Linked DNA regions of Mus musculus: region 2 is linked to region 1. Evidence: chromatin contacts called from public Hi-C data. All regions are on one chromosome and are shown on one strand. The core of a region is the stretch at or near the end of the contact, and the rest is flanking DNA. Distances in the headings are between cores, read along the strand shown. Region 1 overlaps Wdr41 (WD repeat domain 41). Region 2 has its middle 43 kb from the start of Zbed3.

Region 1 (6,066 bases), core at 2,737-5,236:
TCTCTAAGGGAACCCAAAAGAACACTTGTAAATAGTGTGTGGCAACCTTACAGTTATCATTTTTTCTACCGTTTTAAGGGACAGAACACAGCACCCACCACTTGCACAGCAACAAGGCCATGTTGTGCTATGTTCTTGAGTGGACAGGTGTTACAGACAGACAGACAGACAGACAGACAGACCTTCACAGGCAAGAAAAGAGTACAGTAAGGGGTCAGTGTGCTGATGGTTTTCAGGGTACCGGGCGCGCTGTGTTGGCTGTGCGGGGTTCGGGTCTGCACGCCTGTCTGGCTCCTTCAAGGGGACTCTGGGTATAAGTCACCGTTCTCTTCTAACTTCTGAAATAACTTTAAGCTGCGTACTCCAGATTCTCGCTCTCCATTTTTCCACAAAATAATGAGATGATCTGCAGAGCATGTCACTAGTCCATGATCCTCAAAGTATAGAAACATCTGTAAAATAAATTGAAACACTAATTCGAGACTGACAGGAAGAGACTGAAGCTAGGTAACCAAGCACACTTTACTCAACCGTGGGGATTTCTTTGGATTTGAACACAGCATGATTTCATTGTCTGATGAGAGACTTCCTTGTTTTTAGCCTTGGTGAACCAAGCTAGGGTCATGCACACTGCTCCACCTCTAGGCTGTATCCTGAAGCTCAGTCAGGGCTCAGTTCCTGACTAAGGCTTCCACCTGACTAAGGTCACAGCCTCCTGCTATATCAGCCTCCCTAGTGCTGGGATTCCAAGCACAAGCTACCATGCCTAGTGAAAAGTGTCCTCAAAATCTGTTGCCACAATCAGTATTTAGTATTTCAATGTATTCTGTTGACTAACTACGGAAGTACGGTAACAGCTATTCCTGCAAAGTATATGAGTTCTTAAATATCATCTGAGTTTACCACAATCTAATTATTCACATATTGGCTTTAAGATTTGTCAGGCACGGGTCCACTCACACTTGATTTACTAAGAAATGGCTACCAATAAAAATGTCTTAATCCCAGATTTTCTGAGATAAACACTGGCTTCAGTGATTTCTATAAAATTGAGATGCTAAGTCAGTGCACAGCGTTTACTAGGTGACTTCAGCTCATTGTGAAAACGAGGGCCAGCAACTGGGGCACCAATGAAGGATTCTATAATCCATGCCACAGAAACTCAGAACAGAGACCCAGCTATAACAGCAGAAGACCAGGGAGAGAAGATGCCACATAAAGGGAGAGGGTGTGCTAGGGAGGTGCAGGACACAGGCCAAGTGCAGAACCCAGAAAAGATGATGCTGTGACAGAGAGAGGGGTGGTGTGAGAGAGAAGCCTAGGACAAGGCGAGGTTCTTTAATGACCCAGTAAGAAGGGAGGAGCCAGTGACAAGAGAGCAAGGTCAAAGGTTAGGACTTACGGATGACTATGGGGTAAAAGGGAGAGATACAGAGCAAAAATTCTCAGGACCACTGGAACGCCATTGGTGCATGGGCAGAAGGGCAGGGCCAGGCAGTGGTGGGGAGAACACAAAAGGCCTGAGGAGATTCAGGGCAGCACCTGAGAGCATCAGCCTGAATTTGAAGCCAATGAAGCCAAAGGTGCTTTTCTAAAATGCTGACGTGCAGGCTGGGGAGGCATCTCAGTGACAGCTGCTTGCCTAGGCACGTACAGCGTGTGACAGCCTTGGGGGACAGGGCGGAGACAAAGGAGCAAACTCTTCCAACAAGGTCCCAGCACTTTTAACTCATGGACTGATAAATGGGCGGTCTCAAAGGTCTCCCCAGCCGCTTAAAACTTCTAATGGGGAGATGGCTCAGCAGATCTTCCAGAGTGCCTAGGTTCAATTCCCAGCACCTACATGACACCTCACAACCAGCTCACTTCAGTCCCTGAGGGTTCAATACCCTTTTCTAGTCTTCACGGGCTCTGCAGGGAAAGCAGATTCCATATGCTCAGTGGGTTCCCACTGTTGTAAAAGTAAAGCTCAAACTCGCTGGCCTTACTCTTTCAGGGTTGTTCTCTGATTAATGTCTGCCTATGGGAACCCAGTGAGTCTATCTGACCTGTCTGCTCTCTGCCACAGTGTAAGCATGAGCTAGGCCTGCCTTGCACCACACCATGCTCACCACCTGTGCTCTGCACCACAGCCACTCAGACCGAAACAAAGGTAAAAACGAGGCACTAGGCAATGTCACAGAGGAGGCAAAGACGAGCGAGACACAGCTCTGAGCAACAGGGAACGCACGGCGCCTTGGCTTTGTATCTATTAGGCTGGCAGAACCTTTGAAGCTCATCTCAAATACTCTCCCTCTGCAGACTTTGACAGAATACAGCAAGAAGTGTTTCCCTGAGCTGCCCTTTACCGGAGTCAGTCATGAGTAGCCTTGATCAACAGCTCAGTTAGGTCTTTTTCCTTCCTCTCCACAGAGGTAGAAAACCCAAGAGAACAAGGACTCCATTTTATAAAAATCTTCAGTGGCCAGTGTGGCTGCTGCTTCTAGTCATGAACACCCACCCAAACTAAAGGTAATTTGTTCCTCACGAGCTAAAACCAGGAAGAACAATTGAGGAAGTGCATTATCTTCACTGCTATCTGGTCACGCTGTAACCAGTTCCCATGGCCTCTGTACCGCCACCAATCCCTTCCTCCCTTACAAACAATAGTGCTTACTGTAAAATATTAGTGAGCTTGCAGTGCCACGAGTGAGACTCTTATGCACAGCTCCCAAACTTCACGATGCATACGGTAAGGTAGCAGGGGCCTATCAAACAGGCACTAACCAAGGGCAGATGGAGACAATATTCGGATTCTGAATTTGGTTATGATCCCTGGAACTAGAGTCTGTTGAGGCTTTTACCCTACACACAGAGCCCCAACACCGCACACTTCCTATTGATTCTTGTCAAGGTCACTAACACTGTCCTGTCATCAGCTCCCTCCTCCCATACAGTGTCCAGTAAGCCTGTCCTTAAACCAATACATTGCTTGCGTCCTCAGATCCTGTCTCTATGAAGGATGGTCCTAACTGCTTGTACTATCATTATCTTATTCGATATTCCTGTCTTGCAAAAGCCTGCAGCTGAGTGTGTGTGGGTCTTATGTAGAGCAACTGTATTCAAAAGAAGCATGGCACACGCACGAGCAAGCCCAGCCAGGCCTCCTGGAAGTACCTCGACAGACGATGAATGTCCAATGAGATCTCCGATGAGCTCCAGGGAACACGTGGTAACGTTTTCTTCCTGCTTTTTAACAGGCTGGCTGGCCTGTTTGTTTACTCTTCCAAATCCCCACATATTAAAAAATCCTACAAAAGGACATTCATTTCAGTCATTTCAAAAACTACCGTGCTCTTTCCTTACGGGAAGACAAAGTTTGAATACAATCATGTCTCACACTTGGTTTGTCGAGGGCTGAGCTGATGGCACAGGCACTGCTGGGGTCTGGGAATACATTATGTTGTGTTTTCCTAGTTCACTTAGCTTCTTCTCATCTCCTATGCTGCCCTATCCATCCACTAGTGGCAAGAAGACAGACATTGGAATGCAAGAGAAGTAAACAGCCTTGAAGGGTGTATGTAATCACCGAAAATCAGGAGAAAGGCACTTCAGGCTGGTGGGAGGTGCTTCCTGGTCATTTAGATTACATGAAAGTCACAGTTTTCTCTCAGAATATAAAACTGCAATTAATTCAGTTGAAATAATGGGACAGTTTTACACTGGCAAAAGACACTTGCTGTGAGTGTCTGATTCCTACGCAGAGCATATTCTATATGGTTCCTGTGGTTCCTCTTTACCACCTTTTGTTTTCCTGTCAAATGAGATGAGAAAGGAAGTGGAGAAGAAAGAGGGGAGAGAGGGAAGAGGAGGGAGGGAGGGAGGGAGGAGCCACAGAGGAGGGAGAGGACTGGCTTTAGTGGAGGAAGGCGCACACCTGTTGGGACTGGCTCAGCTGCCAGCTGCTGTTTTTCTCGGACCTCCCACATGCGCACAGCGCCATCTTCCGAGCATGAGATTAACTGCCTGTGAGAACAAAAGCCAAAGAGAAAAGGACCAAAGGAGAGTCTCAGGGGGCTAAGTGCTCATTGCCAAAACCATGGAAACCATCGGCCCTCCTCTGACTGCAGCCAGCTCGTGGCAAGGCCGACCGTCACAGGTTAACATGGCTTTACAGTTCAAACTGGAAGCATTTGCCAGCAAAGCACCCAGGACACTATAGGACACTGCTCAATGACAAAAAACTATCACCTCCATTTCCTATTTTTTATTTATAGGAGCTACGCGTAACGCTGCTCCGGGGCGACATCACCGGATCCTTAGCTGCCGAATCAACCCTCATTTAGGAGCCTCAGGATGTAATGGGCTTACTGTCTGATTTTAGCTGTAAACATACACCACCATAAAAAGAAACGAGTTTATAGAAAATATGAAAAAAGAAAAAATAGTACATTGTAGGTGACCGAGGCCTTTTACCTTATTAAATGACAATTTTAAATAAGCCCTTGGTGCTTCTGTAAACTTGTCATCTATTGCTACAGCTCTTTGGTTACAGTCAGTCATGGCACACTCTCTACTTGAAGAAGAATGCCAAGGTCAAGACATGGGGCCAGATAATTTGGCCACTGCAGAAATTACGCTGGTGACCCCGGGAACCGTGACTTTCATCTTTGCAGGAGAGATGGGACCAGTACCTGTTTGGAAGTTTATCGATGTGTAGGATGTTGGAATCATGTGCAGTTTTCTGGCAGGCAATCACACGCTTCAACTGTAGGTTATACACATATAACCCCCTTCCAACTGCAGCAAATATATTCTAGGCAGGGAGGGGGAAAAAGGTCAGAACTTGGCATAAAGCTCGTCTTCACTACCCAGTGTGATAGATTTCCTGCCCCTGTGTGACATCGGAAAGCCACTGTTACCTTTCCAACCTTCAGACAGAAATTACAGCCCTGCCCTCTCAAGCTCCCAATGTCAAAGCCACCAAGGAAAGGTTAGCACCTTAAGCAAGTAGGAAGAAAGCCCAATGGAGACGGCTCTGCACAGGGTGGCTCAGCCCTGCCTTCTCCTCTCTGGAGACCAGAGCTGCAGAAGCGGCGGCTGCTACCCTGGCCCTATGGAGGAAGGTGCAGAGGTGCGCCCTGGGCTTCCGCAGAGCACAGGGACCCTTGGGAATTTACTCGGCTGTTCTTGTCTGGAAATGAAGGCAAAATGACTCCCACCACACATCCTAAGCAAACACAAGGCCATACACAACCTGGAGGGGTGCATGCTGTAGTGGCACTATCCCAAAGTCAGCTGAAGAATTAAAAAGGCACTTTAAGAATTTAGAAAGTATTTTTGCTAATGCTCGCTTTACTTCAGCCTTACAGCATCTTGCTAAGTACAAAAGGAGGGCACTATTGCTACTTTCCAGATGGGCGAGTTAAAAGTGAAGAAATTGAAAGGCTGGTAAGGTGGCTCAGTGGGTAAAGGTGCCTGCTACCAAGTCTGATGACCCGAGTTCCAATCCTAGGAACCCCTGGGATGAAGAAGAGAACCAACTCTTGCAATTATCCTGACATCCACATGGGGATAAAAAGACAACGTGTGCACACACACACACACAGCACACACACAAACACACACACACACAGCACACATACACACATGCTATCTCTCTCACATACACACATGCTCTCTCTCACACACAGACACACACACACACATGCTATCTCTCTCTCATACACATGCACGCACACACACGAATATTTTTAAATTAAGGCAAAAAGAGATGGAGGAAGACACTCAGCAATGACCTTCAGCCTACAAACTCACACTCAGTGCTGGCTGCACACCGAATGCAAAATACCCACATAAACACACACACACAACACACAGGCAACATGCACACATAACACTCATGTGCACACACATGCACACACACAAGTGGCACAAAGAGTAGCACAAAGAAGAGAAAAGCACTCTTACTGCCAATGTTTAATGAAATGATAGCATGTGTAAGAGAAAGCACAGACTAAAGGGAAAGAAAGGATCCGTCAGCGCCTTGCTCCATGGCTGTGAACACTGAGAAAATAACTCCTTTAA
Region 2 (6,349 bases), core at 2,096-4,595, 260 kb before region 1:
TTAGACAAGGTCTTACAGTGTAACCCAGGATGGTCTAGAACTTGCAGTCTTCCTGTGGGCCAGCATTACAGACATGTCCCACCACAATGGCTAGCAACTCTCTTTTCATTCTCTCTTTAAAATGGGCATTTCTATATCTGTTTAACTGAAATTGTTCCTTCATGGAGTTAGGAGACACATGACTTGTCTTTAGTTTTATTAGACTGAGGAAGTACATCCAAGGGGCCTCATCCACAGCTGGACCTTGTTCGTATGATGTTGTTGTGAACTCAGCCGAACAGGTTGTGCATGCTGTGAGATTCTTGAATTCCTTAGGAGAGAGGGAATATTTTCTGAAGGCAGGAAGGATACAGGTCAATGGTGGCCAGAGGATAAGCTGTGATGGACTTCTACCGAGAACCCTGGTATCTTCATTCTCTGGTTTCACCCCTGAATGCTTTCTTCCTCTTGTGTGTGGAGGGGACTCATGACTGGCTTCTTACAAGTCAAGTTTGGCTTGGGACAAGTATGGCTGCCTGTGTGTGATTACATAAGGCCTGGCCCCATCTTTCCAGGGTGTCCTTGTTGACTGGGCTTGTAGGAGCATCTACCATGTTGTTAACCGTGATGTGAAAAGTGCTACCCAGTGAAAGGCCTATGGCAACTTCCAACAGACAACAGGGAAATGAGGTTCTCAGACTGACATCATGCAGGAATTGAATGTTCTAAGCCACAGGAGCTTGGGATCAGAGGTGACCTCAGCAAAAAGTGAAGCATACAGGTGATGTGAGAAGGGATGCAAACAGTGGACTAACACTCAAGGAATCCAGTCCAGAACTGTGCAAAGATGCATTGAAGCTTAGGTTAGCTTGTTCTGCTTTTGGCCCTATTAGTAAGGGTCTGACACAGAAGTGGGGTTTTCCATGATGGACCTAAGCACACTGACCTGCCTGGCCTTGGGAGTCAGTCTAAAAGAGAATCTGGGGCATAGTAACTAACAGTCCAGATGTCCATCTGTCCTACAAAGAGACCCAACTGACCAGAAATGAGTATTAACTAAAATGATGAATCCAGTATGGTATTAGTTTTGTTTGCAGTTTCTTTGATCAGTCTGCTTTAATAGAGAAAGGGTTTATTTAGCTAAAATTCTAAGTTATAGCCCATCACTGTGGGACAGTCAAGGAAGAATGTCCTGACAGCCACTCATATTCACAGTCAAAAGCAGAAAGAGGACGAAGTGCATACATGCATGCATGCAACTTATCTCATCTTCTTCACTCTTATACAGCTGAGGACCCAAGCCAAGGGAATGGTGCTACCCACGGTGGGCTGGGTATTCCACCAACCAACCCAACCAATACAATCCATCACAGATATGGCCACAGGCCAACCTGAGTTAGGCAATCTGCTTAATTGAGTTTTTCTTCCAACAAAACGATCACAGGTACCTAAGCATAGCATTATGTAACAGTCTACACATTTGAATGTAATTGCCTTTTATTCCTAACATTAAAATGACAATCTTCACTTTCCGCAGTTCAAGTCGCTACTGTGTGGAGAGTTCTCTTGTATGGCTTCACTAGACCATGCATCTCCATCTGTCAGTGTCGGTTGGGTTATTTCCAAGTGTTGACTGATATGCAAAGATTTACACACAAATCTTTAGGTGCTCATGGTTTTAGTCTCTTGGATAGGTTTCTAGGGACGGTTGGATAAGTGCAAGCTTAGCTTTAAATAAATAGATGTGGTGAATGATTTTCTAATTCTCCACTCACGCATTCCAGTGAGGATAGGATCTGTGGATGAATCTCATTCACTTGCAGCTAACACAGGCATCCGTCGGCTTTTCTCCCTTCTCCTCCTTCATTCTCTTCAATGCCCCCAAATTACTTACCTACAAACTGTATGTACTAAGTCACTGCTTTACAGATACCCAACCTAGAGCAGGTCATCATAGGGTTTGTTATAAGTGGGAATGCATCTATAGACAGGGAACAGAGGAGGAGCCTGACCAATAGAAGGTACAGGTATGATATAACTCAGTGGCTAAAAGCAGAGAAGCCGGCAGGGGATTCTGGGAGGACATCTGTTGGCCACATGGGACATGAGTAATAAATGAACATAGCGAGAGTGTGGGGATTGCTCCTCAACTATAGTCACTGGAATTCTCCAAGAGGCCATGAACTTCCTGTTGCAGCCAGCACAGGCATTGATTGCCTGACTGTTCCTCTCTCAGTGACACTGTCAAAAAAGACTCCTGGGAGAGCAGACCAGGTGTCCAATAAAGATAGTAGCCTGTAGTTATGAAGCCATAGACATCTTCTCATCTAAGTGTGCAGTGTGCTTTAGCATGCCCTTTTTAAGCATGAGGGAGTAAGACAAAGACAGGTTAGATAAGTAGCCAGTGTCACACAGCATGCAGGGGTAGGGCAGGCTTATTCTGTAGGGCTCCTAGATACCTTACCCTTAGTTACTGCCCTCACTGAGCCTGAGGCAGAAGTGGTATACAGATGTGGGGAAGGCTTATTTTTTTAAGATGTTAATCGGTACTTAAATGTGAAAAAGATTTCACCCTGTTTTCCAGTCTCTATTGAAAATCAGGAGAAAAATCTATTAAAACTAGCATTGCAGACTTGTAGCGTGGGGGGAGCTGAGGAACAGGGGGTGGGGATAGGGGCTTACTCAGCTGCTCTGGGAGGTTTTGAACTTGTGAGAGGTGAAAGCAGTCAATGGGAACTGAGTTGTTTTTTTGCAGAACATGGGGCTGGGCCCACCTCGGAGCTCAGTGGTTATCCAAGAAGTGACCGGCCAAGTCTGGGCCCTGTCACCCTTCCCCCCTCAACTCCCCTCAACTCATAATAACTAGAAACTGCACCACCTACACCAGACAGTCTTTTGCTTTTGTCTCAAGCAGGGTTGGGGCTTCAGGGACCTACAAATCTTGAGCCAGGCCTGAGTTCAGTAGGCACTTTTATTAACTGAAAATATTGCTTCTTTACAAACTGTGTTTGTGCCTGAATAATCAAAAAAATGTCCCCAGGCAGGTGCTTTGCTTTAGGTTAAAAACAATGGACTCTTTGAATGTCTGGGCAGCAGGGAGTGGCCAGGCAGCCTCCCCCTACCTGTTCCTTAGCAGAGAACTGGGCACAATTTCTCTCTCTCTCTCTCTCTCTCTCTCTCTCTCTCTCTCTCTCTCTCTCTCTCTCTCTCTCTCTCTCTCTCGTGTGTGTGTGTGTGTGTGTGTGTGTGTGTGTGTGTAGGCTTTGCTCCAGTGTCATCAGCAAAGCTCATTGGGAGAGGGCAAGTCTGGGGCATGGCCTGGATGATGTTATGACGCATGCAGCTAAGCCGGAGGCCACTGATCCCCTGCGGAGCCAAGCCTGTCCTCCCTCACTGGCCAGACTCCCAGGCCCGCCATTCTCTGCAGAGGGCCACCTCCCTCTCCACACAGGAAGGGGGTGAGGGCTCAGTCTGAAACCAGTGGTGGCTTGTCTCTCTCCACAAGGAAAGGAGCCATACTGTGTGTCCAGTCTTAGGAGTCCCCCATACTGAAAGAAAAGTTCCTTGCTCTCTTTTTACCTAGGGAAATAAGAGGACTATAATTTTAAAAATTGTTTAGCAATCTCATGTATTTATATAATAAAGGCAAATTATTTTCATTTTCCCTTTTTCTCGTGCCTCCCCTCCCACTTGCATGTCTTCTTTGTGTGTGTGGCTCACTGAGTTTAATTAGTTTGTTGTCCAAACGTGGGTGGGAGATTTTTTTCAGTGGAGCAAGGGCTATACCATTGAAAACACCGACACCCTTCCTTCAACTACTGTCAATTTTGGACAGTACCTTGAGGAGAGTGTGGCTTCATCATCCTCTCCTCCATCCATGGGGAGGTGTTGGTGGGCCCGCCCATTCTTTCTGTCCCCTCTTGAGAGGTTGACACAGCTGCTCATTTAAGGCAGAGTGCCCCGTCCCCCCCTCCCCCATCACTTCTCCTCATCACTGTGCTTGTGTGCCAACCTCTGCTGGTGCAGTAGGAGGTGTCTGATGGAGGCATGGGAACCTAAGCTGGGCTGAAGCGTGGGGCGGGGGCTCTCTGCAACCCTCTAACTCATGGCAAACAGGGGCGGGGGCTTTGTGCTGCTGGTGTTTGTCTGTTTGTTTTAAAGACTGTTTTGCTCTTTGGCCTTTATCTCTTGAATACTAGGATTTAAAAGAAGGATCTTATTAATACATGTTAATTATACATGATAATGGATTCATTATATTTTTATACCCATGCATAGCACATTTTATTCTAGTCTCTCTCACACGCGCGCGCGCACACATACACACACACACACACACACACACACACACACACGAGAGAGAGAGAGAGAGAGAGAGAGAGAGAGAGAGAGAGAGAGGCAGAGAGAGAGAGACAGAGAGAGAGACAGAGAGACAGAGAGAGAGGAATAAATAAGACAGAATTTTGGTGATCCAATGCATCTTATTAAGGTTGGTTATAGGACTGTGGGGAGGAGTTTGTTGATGAGAGCAGAGGCACCTCCTCTGTGGTTAAATGGTTGAAGAAAATGCCTGTCCTGTCTCAACTGTCAGCTGTGCATAAATTCTCAGAAAGGGGTGGAGCCTGGCAAGCCCCACCCCTTTGCAAGACAGGCTGCTGATGGAACCAATCTTGTGTGGGTAATCACAGCCACAGTGAGTTCCATAGTGCAAAAACCATGTTGTATTAGTCAGGGTTCTCGTATAGGGACAGAATTGATAGAATGAATATACACTTTGAAAGGGTATTCATTGGATTACCTTCCACACCATGGTCTGGGTAGTCCAGCAACTGCCGTCTCACACTGGAAGGCCAGTCCTTGTTCAAAATATGAAGCTGGATGTCTCAGCAGTCCCCCTTGAGCGCAGAAGGCCGGAGGAGTCCTGGAGAGCTGTGCTGTTTATGTCGGAAGGCCTAGGTGGTTGCTTCTAGTATCTGTGAAGGAATGCTACCGCAACAGGACAGAAGAATCTGGCAGAGAACCAGGACGCAAGCAAAACGCAAAAATCCCTTCGCCCATATCCTTTTCTTTAGGTCGCCACCAGAAAATGCTACCTATGTTTAGGGTAGGTTTTTCTCACGTGAACAATCTGATTAAGAAAATATATTGCAAAGAAGAAAGAGGTGTAGGAAGAGTAGAGAAAAGAAGGAAGAAAGAAAAAGAAAGAAAGATAGACAAAAAGAAAGGAAGAAAGGAAGGAAGGAAGGAAGGAAGGAAGGAAGGAAGAAAGAAAGAAAGAAAGAAAGAAAGAAAGAAAGAAAGAAAGAAAGAAAGAAAGAAAGAAAAGAAGAGAAAAGAAAAGAAAGAGTTAGAGGAATAGAAAAGATCATTTGTTATAGGTGTGTTACAGTTGATTCCAGATCCTGTCAAGTTGACAACCAAGGTAAGCCATCGCGCGTCACGACCGGAAGTCAGCCACCCTACTCCCACTTCCTCCATCCCTCACAGTCCTTCTGCAGCGTTCCCTGAACCTTGGGTGTGACATGGATGTTCCTTTTGCGCATGGGCATTACTCTCAGGGCTTAGAGGAGTTTTGAATCTCTGCTGAGCAGTATAAAGACAGCGTTGCTCTTCTATCAGCATAGATGTAGTTACAGGAAATTTGTTGGGCACATTGTGCCCATTTGGCTGCTGGGAATTTTAATGGTAGTGAATCTGGAGGTGCAGAGGGTTCACATGATAGGCTGTGGCCAAGAACGCTGATGGACAACCTATCATGCATGGAAGGCCAGGTAGGCCCCAGGGCAACTGCTTACTGACAAATGCCAATAGCACCCAGGGTTGAGAAATATTGTCATCAACGGAGGTGTCTGTTTGCTTTGTATTTGACTTTTTTGTTTTGTTTTGTGACAGGGTGTCATGGAGCCCAGGCTGGCCTCAAATTCACTACACAGCTGAGCATGACCTTAAATTCCTGATCTCCAAGTCTCTGTTTCCCACATTCTGGCATTATAGGTGTGAACCACAATGCCTGACAGTTTTAAAATACGTTTTAAGCTTAGATATTTAATATTTTAAAAATTATAAGCACTTAGATGTAGCTCAGTGGCACAGCATGAACTAACAAGCATGGATCCTGGGTTCCATCCCCGGCACTGCCAAAAAAAAAAACAAAAAAAACAAATTAACAATGGAAATTCATTATTTTATAGTCAGAAGAATAAAATAAGTTATTTAAAATACAGATCAATCTGCTGGAATTCATTTGAGCATTGTCTCAGTATTTATGATGCACATTATCTTTGTGCACAGTGGGCCCTCTGTTTGTATTTATGCAATGAATAAACAGCATTGTGAAATCACATATATGTATATATATATATATATGCTT

Evidence for each region. A called contact is a pair of places that touch in the nucleus more often than the background predicts.
Region 2: a Hi-C map of cerebral cortex shows a contact between it and region 1, with 3 times the contacts expected there. The contact joins two enhancer-like sites. A contact is called at or near these places in 4 of 15 datasets of contacts at CTCF or cohesin (the NIH/3T3 cell line and embryonic stem cells), 78 of 484 Hi-C or Micro-C datasets (the AtT-20 cell line, B cells, Sertoli cells and 37 more), 7 of 115 datasets of contacts at active chromatin or transcription factors (astrocytes, bone marrow-derived dendritic cells, differentiating embryonic stem cells and 3 more) and 2 of 9 other capture datasets (adipose tissue and pancreatic islet).

What each region holds. Positions count from the first base shown.
Region 1 is chr13:95,016,056-95,022,121 of GRCm38.p6, reverse strand. It overlaps Wdr41 (WD repeat domain 41), which reads right to left. Exons shown (of 14, transcript NM_172590.3): 11 at 4,674-4,795; 12 at 3,917-4,005; 13 at 3,157-3,290; 14 at 1-452. The coding sequence ends at 297. Among named protein-coding and RNA genes, the nearest start is that of Gm48350, 4.3 kb to the right of the region's middle. Within about 2 kb of position 3,986, at least 41 of the 459 cell types and tissues checked have an H3K27ac peak or open chromatin away from gene starts, as enhancers often do. A contact at or near this core is called in cerebral cortex, where this site is marked.
Region 2 is chr13:95,278,972-95,285,320 of GRCm38.p6, reverse strand. No RefSeq gene overlaps it. Among named protein-coding and RNA genes, the nearest start is that of Zbed3, 43 kb to the left of the region's middle. Within about 2 kb of position 3,345, at least 39 of the 459 cell types and tissues checked have an H3K27ac peak or open chromatin away from gene starts, as enhancers often do. A contact at or near this core is called in cerebral cortex, where this site is marked.